2 separate regions of the Columba livia genome follow, and region 1 is linked to region 2. Evidence: chromatin contacts called from public Hi-C data. All regions are on one chromosome and are shown on one strand. The core of a region is the stretch at or near the end of the contact, and the rest is flanking DNA. Distances in the headings are between cores, read along the strand shown. Region 1 has its middle 14 kb from the start of MAD2L1. Region 2 holds the start of NDNF (neuron derived neurotrophic factor).

Evidence for each region. A called contact is a pair of places that touch in the nucleus more often than the background predicts.
Region 1: a contact with region 2 is called in a Hi-C map of liver, with 5 times the contacts expected there. The contact joins the enhancer-like site here to the promoter of NDNF in region 2. A contact is called at or near these places in 2 of 2 Hi-C or Micro-C datasets (crop and liver).

What each region holds. Positions count from the first base shown.
Region 1 is chr4:67,171,676-67,177,879 of bColLiv1.pat.W.v2, reverse strand. No RefSeq gene overlaps it. Among named protein-coding and RNA genes, the nearest start is that of MAD2L1, 14 kb to the left of the region's middle. Within about 2 kb of position 3,074, at least 2 of the 3 cell types and tissues checked have an H3K27ac peak away from gene starts, as active enhancers do.
Region 2 is chr4:66,802,822-66,809,329 of bColLiv1.pat.W.v2, reverse strand. NDNF (neuron derived neurotrophic factor) reads right to left here and starts at 2,717. Exons shown (of 5, transcript XM_065062161.1): 1 at 2,417-2,717; 2 at 2,116-2,204.

The DNA of each region.
Region 1 (6,204 bases), core at 1,825-4,324, 370 kb before region 2:
AATATCTTCAGGAATGATGTGTAATGTCTCATTTCTCCCCTATGGGAATGTTCAGCAAGGCAAGCTCTGTTGAACAATGAAACTGGTACAGTTACACCACATTTACATTAATGTAAATGGCAGCAGGCTTTGGTGCAATACCTAGGAAGCCAGATGTCTCTCTGTAACTCACAAAGACCAAGAAGAATAGAGGATATTTGTAACATAATACCTCTCTTACTTTTGAATAAGTTATCAAAACTGGACACTTTAGTAAATGTGTTTATTTTTCAATAAATTATTCTGGTTCTCATATAGTTTCTGTTTCCAAACTATTGAAACAGCAGTTTTTTTTCTCAATAAATGAGCCTAGCACATCGGCCTGCTTATTTACAGTGAATACTATAAAAGCTGCAGTATGTATTTCTTGCAGAGAATAGTTTTTTCTTCCCTCTTTACGTTCAGCTGGTCTTAATATACTTTATCCTAGAGGAGATCAGCTCATTGGTAAATCTGTTTGGCTATTAATGCTGAAAGGGGGAACAGGAGTAGAGGTATTCAGGTAAGAGGACCCTCAAGCTTAGTTTTTATTAATGCAGAGCAGAGTCTTACAGAATAAGTGTTGAGTCTGAAACATCCCTTCTCATAATGAATGTTAAAGAAATTACCTATATGTACAAGGATAAGAGTCTAATTGTTTAATTTTTCCCGAATTACTGCTTAGTTTTTAAAATAATTTAAAAAAAATATTTAGGGGCAGTGAAAAAAACATTGTTTCATGAGCCATTCTGAGTTATGTTCTATATTGAATTTCTATGACTCTTGATTCTTCTCCTATATAAGCATGCCCCAGCTTTCATTTGGTTTCTGTATATTCCTTGAATTCCAGGTTGCTACATTTTACTTTTTTTTAATCCATGTTTACATGAAATCAGCACTTTTGAAATGACAGTTTCATGAAAAATCATCTTACTTGTTTCCCTAAAATTACAGAAATTCATATCCCCTGAGCATTTATTTGCACATTGGAATATGATAGATGGAATTGCGTGCCACTTTCATTAAAGCACCAGCTGATCTTGCCATTGCTAACCCAAGACTAAAGTTGAAAGTTAAGTCATGATTAGCAGTAACTTGGGTCTGCATTTAATAGAAATAATTATAACTGACAGTTATAAAAAACCCGTAATTCCATGAGTGTGCGAGGGAGGTCAGCACTGCCTAGTAAATGCTGTGAGGCTGGTATTTCTAGAACCCTTAGGGAGCGTTTGATGTTGGTATTATTAAAACAGAGGTCATACAATTAAAGTGTTTGATTCTGGCTTAAGAGTGCAGTGTTGTAATGCACAGACATAATCAATAGTCTGAGTTTGTTCTTATATGTCTGTAAAAAGTTACAGGAAATTTTGTCTGTCAGGAGGTACTTCATCGAGGGTGTGAGGGTAATCAGAAGATTATGAATTTCTGATACAAATGTCTGTAGAAATTTCTGGATTTATCCAGATATTCTAAATAGAATAAACCCATAATTTTTTTTCTATAAGAAGTTCTACGTACATTATTCTTAACTTCTGATCTACATGAAGTTAAATTTCAGCACGCATTTTGAGATGTGTACCTTTTGAAAAGGTTTTATAGATAGATACTTTGTGCTCATCACATCAAAGTTTACCATGATCATATAAACCTATGTGGATTATGAAGTGTATTGTAAGCACGTGAATGAAATTAATGGAAACTGTGGGAGCATTTTGGAGAATGAAGTCAGTCCTTCTGAGATAGATTAAGACCTAGATATAACTGAAAATTTTCTGGCTAACTATGGTTTTGCCTGAAAATAGGATTAAGTGAAAATATCAGTGAAAAAAAAAGATATATTTGAGATCGATGGCATTGGAACATCATGGCTTTTTAGTCCATCAAAGTTTTTATTTTATGCAGGCTGTAAGCAAGCATTTTGACAAAAATATTTTTACTTTTTTTAATTTAACCATTTGCTGTCCTGCTGTATGAACAGGAACAATAAGTAGGTAGGCACTAAATTGAAAACAGAAGGGTAGTTTCCCCACTAATGACTGAACAGAATTCAAGTGCATTCCAGCTGAGCATTCCAGAAATGAACCCTGTTTAAGAGCAGGAAAGGTAAAGTGTTGTGTACACTGCCCAGCCGTTCGGGCTGCCCAGGTTAGAAAGCGTTTGTCTGAGTAAAGACCTTCTCAGAGCTACTGGTGTTTGAGTTGGTGTGATACTGATGGAGTGGGTGTTTTGTCAGGAGGGGATTCAGAGGGGGGGAATTGTGGGAGTGAGACACACAAGGCTATGCAAGAGCAAGAGCTGGGAGTTTTTATGTGGCATTTAAGAAATACAGAATAATTTGCTTTTTGCTAATCCCATGCAGGTGACTGTATTAGCACAAGGACATTATTAACATCTTATGATGGCATACCTTCTGTCCAGAATTTCACATGGCTCCCAGACTGTTTGGTTTCTTGCTAAAGTTCAGAAAAATAAAAAAGCATAAATGTATAAAAGTGTAAATGGCTAGTTTTTAATTATTATTGTCTTAAATGTTATTCTTTTTATTTTGTTTTTTGTACTGGCACTTTTAAAAAGAAAAAGCAGGACACTAAATTGAAGCTCATCAAAGCATAATTTTAAGTAATCATTTTAATGTGAGGAAGGTGGAGAAAGAGCTAGAGTAAAATAAACCCCAGTGGTTGATGTCCTTTTATATTAGGAAAAAAAAAAAAAAGTTACCCATGTAAAGTCTTGTCCATGCACATTTTGGGCCAAAATAGCTGGGTTTTATGGAAGGGGACAGGGCGGGGGGGAGTAGGAAAACCTTTGATTCAGCTTGTTGTTCAGTATAAAAATAACCTGGGATCTGTGCTGCCTTTGCAAACCCTATTAGTATCATAGTGTGGTGCTAAGCCTCTGCCAGAGTAGGGCGAATAAAGCTGCGAGGTATCTGTGGTCATAAATACGCTGGGTGGTCCCAGCTCAGCATTAACCTTGTTCCGCAGGGTCCTGCTTCCTGCCAGTGTTACTCAAGTCTCGTTCCTTGCCCTGTCCAAGCTGCCTGTGGTGTGCACGGCCTTTTGTCCTTGCCTGCCAATAGCTGGTTTACAAGCAGAAGCAGATACTGTTCCTAAGACAGATTTGGGGATCCGTTCTGGATCCAGTTGCAGCGGGGTTCAGAGGTGTTAGCACTGCATGTTGCTTTGTTGAAGCACAGGAGTGTGTTAGGCTTGGTTCAAGGATCTCTTCACTGTGCAGCGTAGTCTGTCTCTTGTGATCAAAGTGCTGTACTGTTTGGAAACATAGATATATCATTTGGTAATTTCTGCCCCTTGTTGTTCAGTTGTTGAGTTCATCTCCGAAGTGTGTATGTTTGTCTTCAAAAGGGGACTGTTGCTGCTCCCTGGCTGTTGGGTGTGTTTGAGGCAGGCACTGTACAAGGGCCTTTTCCACACATGCCATGAGGCAGTGTGCTCCACACAGAAGGTCTCCTTTCCCTACGTGGATGATTTGTTTGGTAAATGTTAGCAAGTTCTGTAGTTCTGTTGTGTCCATATGTTCAGTATATCTTTCTAACACTGTTTAATTAATCCCTAGTGCCTTCACAACTCTTACACAAGGGATAAGTTTGCTGTAAGAAAACTGAATTCCACCAAGTGGGATTCTTTCACTGTTCAGTCACTTTTAATGTCCATTTTGCTGTTTTGCTGTGAAAAACCGAATTATAAGATTAACTGTATCAAAGAGATCTGAATGAGAATCATTTGAACTGCCATTAACTCTAATTGGCTTTTTTTAAACTTGGTGTAAAAACCAGATTGTGTCTAATTAACTTCCAAAGTTCCCTTTTCACACAAAGTCTATCCCAGGGGACACTTGGCAGACCTCCCTGTTGAGCTTTTTTGCAGATGCCTGTTTGTAGAAATGTAGTAGATGATTAGTGGTGAGCCACACTGTTTGTTGCTGTGATACTTCCTTTAAATGCAGGCACTTTCATAAAGATGCCACTAGGGGAGTGGAAGTTGCTGGTCATGCACTGAAGTCTTGACTATGGTTTGGACCACAACAGAAGGATAGTTGTGACTGCTTATGGAGACAAGTACTGAGGAATGCAAGACATGTAAAGAGAAGCCAATACCTCAGTATTTAAAGTAACTGCAAGTGAAAAATGAATTAGTATCAAGTATTGCCTCCGTCGTATAGTTAATTTTGAAAACAACAAAAAGGCTTTTCTGCTCTCATGTCTCTGAAGAGGAGAGAGACAAGTCCGGGTTCACTCCTCCTTACTGTTTGTGTGTGTTTCCTCCTGTTTCCGTCCCTTTCACTTTCAATATTGCTTGAATATGGTTTTTGGCATTTGGAAGCTGAGTAACAAACATAACTTTAGAGCAATACACAGTTGACCTACAGGAGCAAAAGCTGTTGTTGAATTTGCATAGTGGGAAGTTTTAAGTTGTTATACCTTGTCATTATTAAAATTAAAGTCACTGTGAAAGAGATCATACTGTAGTAGTAAGAACTGTATTCTCGGAAGCACTGCCAGGTAATCTGAACAGAGAAAAGCAAAGAGAAATTAGATGTGCAGAATTTGAGAGGATTCTAGAAAATCCACAGGGCAAAGAGAATGACTTGAGAATGGAGTAACTGGGGTCTGCTAAGTTACAAACCTTCCTGAAGCTTCTTCTGCATTTAAGACATTTGTAATAGCCTCCTGTGTGAATTATCTGAGTACTGAGAGACATCACTCTTTTTTTTTCCCATGTGGGCATTAGTAAGTTTTCTCCTCATTTGTGAAAACTACAGAAATTTAGAGTCTTTTGAGACCTTTACTGTTTTGTTAGATCTGTTTCGTAGAATCATAGAATAGTTTAGGTTGGAAGAGACCTTTAAAAGTCATCTAGTCCAATGCCCTTGCAGTGAGCAGGGACATCTTCAACTAGATCAGGTTGCTCAGAGCTCCGTCCAGCCTGGCCTTAAATGCTTCCAGTGATGGGTCATCTACCATGTCTGTGGGCAACCTGTTCCAGTGTTTCATCACCCTCATTCTAAATAATTTCTTCCTTATATCTACTCTGAATCTACCCTTTTATGGTTCAAAGCCATTACCCCCTGTCATATCCCAACAGGCCCTGCTAAAAAGTCTGTCCCCATCTTTCCTATAAAGCCTCCTAGAAGTACTGAAAGGCTGCAATAAGGTCTCACCAGAGCTTCTCTCCTCCAGGCTGAACAACCCCAACTCTCTCAGCCTGTCCTCACAGCAGAGCTGTTCCATCCCTCTCATCATCTTAGCGGCCTCCTCTGGCCCCTCTCCAACAGGTCCATGTCTTTCCCGTGCTGATGGCTCCAGAGCTGGACGTGATGCTCCAGGTGAGTCTCACCAGAGCGGAGCAGAGGGGCAGAATCACCTCCCTTGGCTCGCTGGTCACACAGCTGTTGGTGCAGCCTGGATACAGTTGGCTTTCTGGGCAGTGAGTGCACATTGCTGGCTCACGTCCGGCTTTTCATCTTCTGCATGTTATTTGTGTTCTCCTGACAAAGCAGAAATGTGCAGATGATACTGCTCAGTACTTCTTTACAAACAGATTGTTTGCATGATTTTTTTTTCAGTTTAAGTAAGATATGTCATTTTTACTTAGATGCATCTTAATACTTCTCTTGAATCTGCATATGTTTACTTTTGTAGAGTTGAATATTTTGTTTCCCACAGAGAAAATTATAAATAAACACAATGTATTTGTTTACATGGGGGATAGACTATACAATCCTAATGCTTTTGGTATCTTTCCTAAGGAGACAAAAATGTCAGATTTTGTATATTTTCTTATGCATGTTTTTCTTCTGATGTCGTCTTTTTTTCTTGTGGGAAGCTGTGCTTCAGTAGAAAGCTATGTTAAAAATATAGTTAAAGGAAAGTTGATCTTAAACTAATCCTTTGAGTCAATTAAATAATACTGATCTCAGTAGAGCATGTACATGTGATGTTACTACTAATACAGCATGAATTCATTACAGCTAGGGGTAGCCCAATGAATTCCAGATGAATTTGAAATAGCTGGATTCTTAAAATGCTACCAGGTTTACTTCACGTTTTCTGTTTCAATGTGTAATTAATACCATAACCCAGCACTGCTACCTGTTTCTGTTTTAAAAAATAAAATAATCATCTATATGAAATCAAACTGAAAACTTGAAAAAGTGTGCCTGAGT
Region 2 (6,508 bases), core at 1,468-3,967:
CGGGGTGGGAAAGTCCAAGGGATGCTACAAGCTTCACAGCCCACTCTCAAAAACCAGCCTCACAGAGTTTGTCTCGTTCACATAGGTGCCCACCAGGATGATTTCCAGAGCAGTCCTGGGCAGCACGGCAGTGGCAAGGTCACGCTCATCCCTGGCACCAACCTAACTGGCCAGAGGAAAGCCCAGCACATTAAAACTCAAGTGCTAAATATATCCAGAAAAGAAAAATGTTCAGAGAACCACTGTTTTTCAAAAATCTGCACTAATTTACTAACCTACAAAGGTTTAAATACAGAAAAGTTATGTATCTGCAAGTGATTAAAGAACGCTCTGAAGCTATTGTCTCTGCACTGTTGAAATAAAAACACGACGCAAGCCACACGTAGCAAGTCTCGGCACTTAAATCCCACCGCTGAGGTTTTAATCTACTTTTTCTGGTAGCCACTTTTTCCTTCTCCCTCCACTATAACAAAGTGTGAAGCTAACGAAGCTGGAGCCGTCGCCTGCCTGGCACATACCCGCTCAGCGGCAGCGCCTGGGCGCTGGAGGACGAGCCGGGGCTCCCAGCGGCAGCCCGGGCACTGCGGCCGGGCACCGGGCACGGGCCGCCGTGGGCTGCGAGAGGGCAAAAACGGGGAGGAAAAAACCAAACCTCGAAGGGGAGGGGAGTATCCAAGAGAGGGCTGAGGTCCTACAGGCAGCATCCCGCAGACGCGCGGCAGAGCAGCGCCGGGACGAGGGGGTCGGTGCTGGAGCCGCGGCCGGAGGGACAGTGCGGGGGACCGCGTGGCTGCTCCCCCGCCCCGTTTGGCCGCGTCTCGCGGAGAGGTCCCGCACCCAGAGAGGACACCGCGCTCCTCCGCCTGCACCCACCGCCCCGACGGGGCTGCCCCAGCGGAGCCCGGGAGTGGCTGCGCGGGCGGCCCCGGTCCCGCGCCCTGGTACCGGTGACTTACCTTGCGGCGGCCGGTCCGGTCCCGTCCCGTCCGGTCTCTCCCGAAGCGGGGAAGAGGGGGGGGAGGGCCTTTTTCTAGGAGAGCGGGTGTTTACCTAAGCCCCCAGCTCCAGTGGGGATGGGCTGCAACACGGACTATGTCACGCACGTCCCTTAGCGCTTTATAGCTTCTTCCGTTCCCCACCCCTCCGCGCAAAAGAAAAATGAAAAAAAAAAAAAAAAGAGGAAAAAACAGGGCAAAGGAGCTGGATCCTCCCCGAGGGCACCCGCCGCCGCTCGGGGCGAAGGCACGGCCCCGACTTCGCCTCCCGGGAGGAACCGCGGCGCAGCTGAGCGCCAGCAAAAGTTGGCAGCAGCTGCGTGGAGCGGCGGCACCCAGCGCGTCTCGCTGCTGCCGCCGGACCGGGCGGCGAGGGGAGCCCCGCGGGCGCGGCCGCCCCGCCCCGCCACCGCGCCTCTCCGCGGGGGGCGGAGGGGCGGGCCCGCGGGGGAGCCCCGGCCCCAGGGGCGCCCCCGCCCCGCGCTGCCCCCCGGCGGCGGCAGCAGCAGCCCCGGCAGAGCCGCCCGACGTGGTGCCGCGCTGCACGGCGAGAAGCGGCTCAACATCCATCTTGAAAGTGTTCTCCTGCCCGGCAGTCGGGACGGGTGACACGAAACCGCGTACGCAACCTCGCCGCTTCTCCCTTCTTGCGTTTGGATCAGAGGCAGCTTTCAGGTTCGGGCAGCGAGGGACTTTTTTCTTACCCTTACCTGGGAGCTGCAACGAAAAGGTGGAAAGTATCCTTTGCCGTTAAAAACAAACCCTTCTCACTTTTCGTTTCTTTTTTGGTACATCAGTCATAAAAACGTCAGGTGCCACATAAGCTTTAAACAAGTTATTACCGATTGCAGCTGGTGGGTAATTTCCCTGAAGGTAATCATTCCTTCCCTACTACTTCGACAAATAGTCAGGGGCACAAATAAAATAAACCCCGCCTGTTTTGCAAGTCTGCTGAGCAAATCTGACAGTGAAGCCTCGGTGGAGGGATGGAAATTGTCATATCCTGTAGGGTGACAATCAGCTTCACTCCGTGAAGACACAACCCCCAAAACAGCTCATGTCTTCAGGGACTCGTAGCTGTCCAGACCTCTGCTAATTGCCATTAGTTACTGCCACTTACCTCCCACTCTCAACTCACAGGGTAGCTGGTTTATTCACTGCAAGCCAGTGAGCACTCTGCCCGAGGATCTGCACAAATATATAAATTCACTGAAAAAACCAAAAACAACCAAGATTAAGAATAAAAGCCCCATGGGAGCCCACACTCAGTCATCCTTCTGTTTCCACGTCCCTAACACTACGTATTTCACAACTACATTTCTAATTTTCTAATACATTCAAGGGTATGAGTTTGGGGAATGGAGGAAACACACAGAAGTTTAAAACTAATTTATGCATATTTAAGGAGAACCTAAAAATACCTGGTATTTGCACACAGCATCCCGACTTCTTCCTCTCTCAACCCCCAAATGCAACACCTCAAATAAAAAAAAAAAAATGCAGCAAACTACACGTGCTCCTCTTCTGCTGCAGAAGACACAGAGATTCAATCACCCAAAAATGCAAGAATCTGACTACTTAAGAAAGCCAAAATTAATAAAGTATATCCAGTACAATGTCACCAGTTTTCCCCCAAGCCTTTGGAGAGAGCAAGAGCAAGCAGAGAGGGATGTGCTCAGGTGAAGGGAGGCAGCAACCTTCGGGTCCTATTCCTGGCACAACGGTGTTCTGTAGAGCCTGCAGAAATGGTTTGCTTCGGTTTGAGGTCATTAGAGGTAAAATATTGCTACCCAGCCAAAGAGCTCTTGAGACTGTGTGCTTTACTCACAGGCAAACCGATTATTTTTAACCCGAGGACAGTTTTAGTGCTATTGTTCTTAGAGGGTATTACTGTTTATGATTTCAAGGGAAACGAGATGACATCCTCGGGATATTATTTACTGAGGTATGTGAATACCGACTCCTCTGCATACAGAAAACTCTCTTTTGGATGCTTGCAATTCCAACTCTATCACACCTGTAAATCTCTATCACGATTTAAAGCAAAGCACAAAGCAACTCCCAGCTAGAGGAACCATTAAAACGCTTTAAGAACAACGTTCACCAGTCTTAAAATTTACAAGGTACAAAAATATTAAACACAGATATGGAAGGTGGATTTGGGATTTAAATGCTGGAAATTACATGAGTATCTGAGAGGCAGTAGGACAGCCAGTTAAAAGGAAACCAAACAATGAACGCCTAAAATATGGAAAAGTAACGTGGTAGGTCATTCCTTTTAAGTCCATTTATCTGTCTCAGGTTCTATCCCAGCACCTGGGAAATGGGTGTTTAAATGTTGATCCCTGAATCCAGAGACGGTCCATGTTTGTACAGGAGCAGATCTCAGGCATGGCAGCATGCAACACGCAGGGCAACAAGTCCTAGACTGTAAAATGCCATTCCCTATGCCAATGCAGCAAAACTGAGAAACTAAAAGACAAGGTCAGAAAACCTCTAGATGATTTGGCTTTAGGCACTCTTCATCTCCCTGCACCCCCCAAAGGCTTCCAGGGAATGGAGTTTTACCAGCAAAAATGGCCACAAGAACGAATTTCAAAAGCTGCATGCTAAATACTGATGAGAACCAAATTATTCATTCACATGTAGTTGCAATCTTGTTCTGTAGCTGCAGACCATTTACTTGGAGCTGAAACTGTTCTGACTTAAGTGAGCAAACAAATATCCAAAATTTGGAACATCTGTAGCTGGTTCACAAAGGTGACTGTAAACTGTCTTGGTAACAATTGCGCTTTTCACAGTTTCACCATGCTGGGAGACCCTGTTAGAGTGAATGGATAGGTGCTACCAGAAAATAAGATGCATATTATGGAGAAAAAGAGGAGGAAATGTTTGATAAGCTATCCAGTTAATAAATCTGAATAACAAATCTTTCTAAAGCAAAATGGGCAATTGGATATTCTAGGAGCAGAGAGAGAGGGATAATTCATCATATAAATAATTCATCGCAAATTTTAGCACCCAGTGTTACTGTGCATTTGGCATGGAGGACAGATGACACTGTGTGTGCATGCATGTGTGTGTTTAATTGTGTGTATATACAATATTTTTCACCCAATTATGTGGGTCGCATTTTGATGCAGATCTGAAGATCTGTTATTAGTAATCCATCAATTAACATTTGTTGCTAGGAGAAGGGTATTGTTATCTATTAACCTCAGAAATCGAGATGCTAAACCAGACTTATCAATCAATTGTGCCTCATAGTCTATGATGGGTTTTAGTTATGCAGCATCACACAGTGACCACTCTCGGAAGAGGAATGGGCTGGGCAGCAGGGGCCTCCAGAGGCATGTAGGAAGCATCTGGCTCAGTAACTGCTGCCACCACCCCCAGTGGGGCAACAAATGAACATCCAGGTGGAGTCTCAGCAGACACAAAGATTTCAGTGACAGCGTGCAGGTAAGTGATAAAACAAAAATCACTTGTAAAAGCAGAGAAATTACCTTCCTATCATCTGCAGGAACGCTGATATGGCTTACTAGGTTTTGCTTGCCTGAGGCCAGGCCACAGATTTCATCTGAGCAAGCAGTCAAGTTTTCCCTCTGCCTGTAGGTCAGCACAGGGGTGCTGCCTGAAGCAGAGTGACTTGTGCGTGGGACGTGATGGCCTTTCAGGGCTGGGCAAAGCAGGAGCCTATGAGAACATCTTTCCCCAGGGTATTGCTACTTCATCAAGAGCAACCCAGGCAGGTGGGGAGCAGCGTGCCCAGCACGCTTCCACCAAAACCCCAGAGCTACTGCGACCAGCAGCAGGGCGGTGAGCATCCTGCAGGCACTCCACTGGCTCCCTTCTCACCTCAATTACAGTTTCTTGTTTTAATAAGACACATTTTCTTTACCCTACCTGGAAAAAAATCAAAAGCACATGCAGCATTTGGCGTGCAGCTCACGATTTAACTCAGTGTTTCCCCTGCATCACTTAAAAGCGCTGGTGGGAGGAAGATAAAACAAGACAAGTCAACAGCAGAGCACGGTGAACACAACTTCACAGCACCCTGTTACCTGTCCTCCAGGCGTTACCCGGCTGGCGTAAACTGACACATTGCCGCTGACCCCAAGAAATTACACATTTGGGCTGCCCTTAACTCATTACTCACCTATTTTATCCAATTATGTTTTATTTGTTAAACTAATCTTTAAAATCTCTTGGTGTTGACTGTTTTACACCTCCAGTGCATTCTTTTTAATCCTACTGTTTTATGAACTGATTAACAAGACATTTTGCTCCAACAGCATAAAAATAAAACACAAATCTAAAATATGGTGCTACTGAATGGAGTAGCCAGCATTGGCATTTACCATATCATGGTTGGAAAACACCTGCTGTTAGACACCACTGTAGCACTTGTTTTATTTTGCCAAATTAGATATATTATTACAAAACCATACTAAAGATGAATGATTTTCATGTAAAATCACAAATCTCCATGTGAAAACAAATAACAAGCAGAGCTCTCATGCTCCAAGCATTATTTCTTAATCATAATTTTATTCTACTGACAAAAGAAAAATGGTGCTATTTCACAAAATTTAAATAATCCAATCTATTTTCCAGATAAAATTGTTAACAAACCACTGATTTAATCTCAAGTGCCCAATAGACCCCTTAAACTCTGATGCAAAATATCTACTCCACTAATTAAAAGAAATTAATTTAATAAAGGAGAATCACAATATTGCACACTCACGTAACAGAACAACAAATTCTTTCCTTGGCAATAGGAATCAGCATTTCAAAAATGGTACTTAAGACTAAAAGTTTTGGTTTGTGGGATTTTTTTGCATTTAATGCTTCGTGTGTCCTGAACTTCAGGTAAACATAAAGCTTGTGCAGGCACATGAACAAATAGGATGTTCTGCTCCTCATAAAACCTCCTTGCAGAAGTAGTAATTGCAATTTTTAGGGGCAGTTTGAGGGTTCCATAAGTACTTATCTATTGAACACAGAAGATTGCAACTTACATGGCAGAAACTTAGAACTGGTTTGCAGAACCGACCTTGGGTCAAAGGCCTAACTGAGAAGGATTTACCTTCGCACAGGACAGGTGAAGGGAGTCTGTAGTGTTCTAATTCCTTCCAGGACACTGAAAATATCCATGGCATCAATTTCCTCCTCCTCTTCTTCTCCTTCCTCCTGCTAGGTGAGGACCAGCTCCCATCTCAAGGCTGAGACTTCTCTTCTGGTAACTAGTGATAAGAAAAAAAAAAAAATCAAAACTCTACTGAGCAAAAACACCCAAATCACCCTCATGACAACATTTTTCCCTTCAGACTTTCCCAGAAGATCCAAGATCCCAGGATGAGCCTAACATGAAGATGCTCAGATTTCTTAATGTTTTTGTACATCTGCGGCATATAACACGGGTGTGTGCAGTAGGCATGGCTCTCCCTCAATAGAATAGTCCTGAGTGAACAGTGGCTCATGTCACCGAGTGTATTTAATCAGCAGAC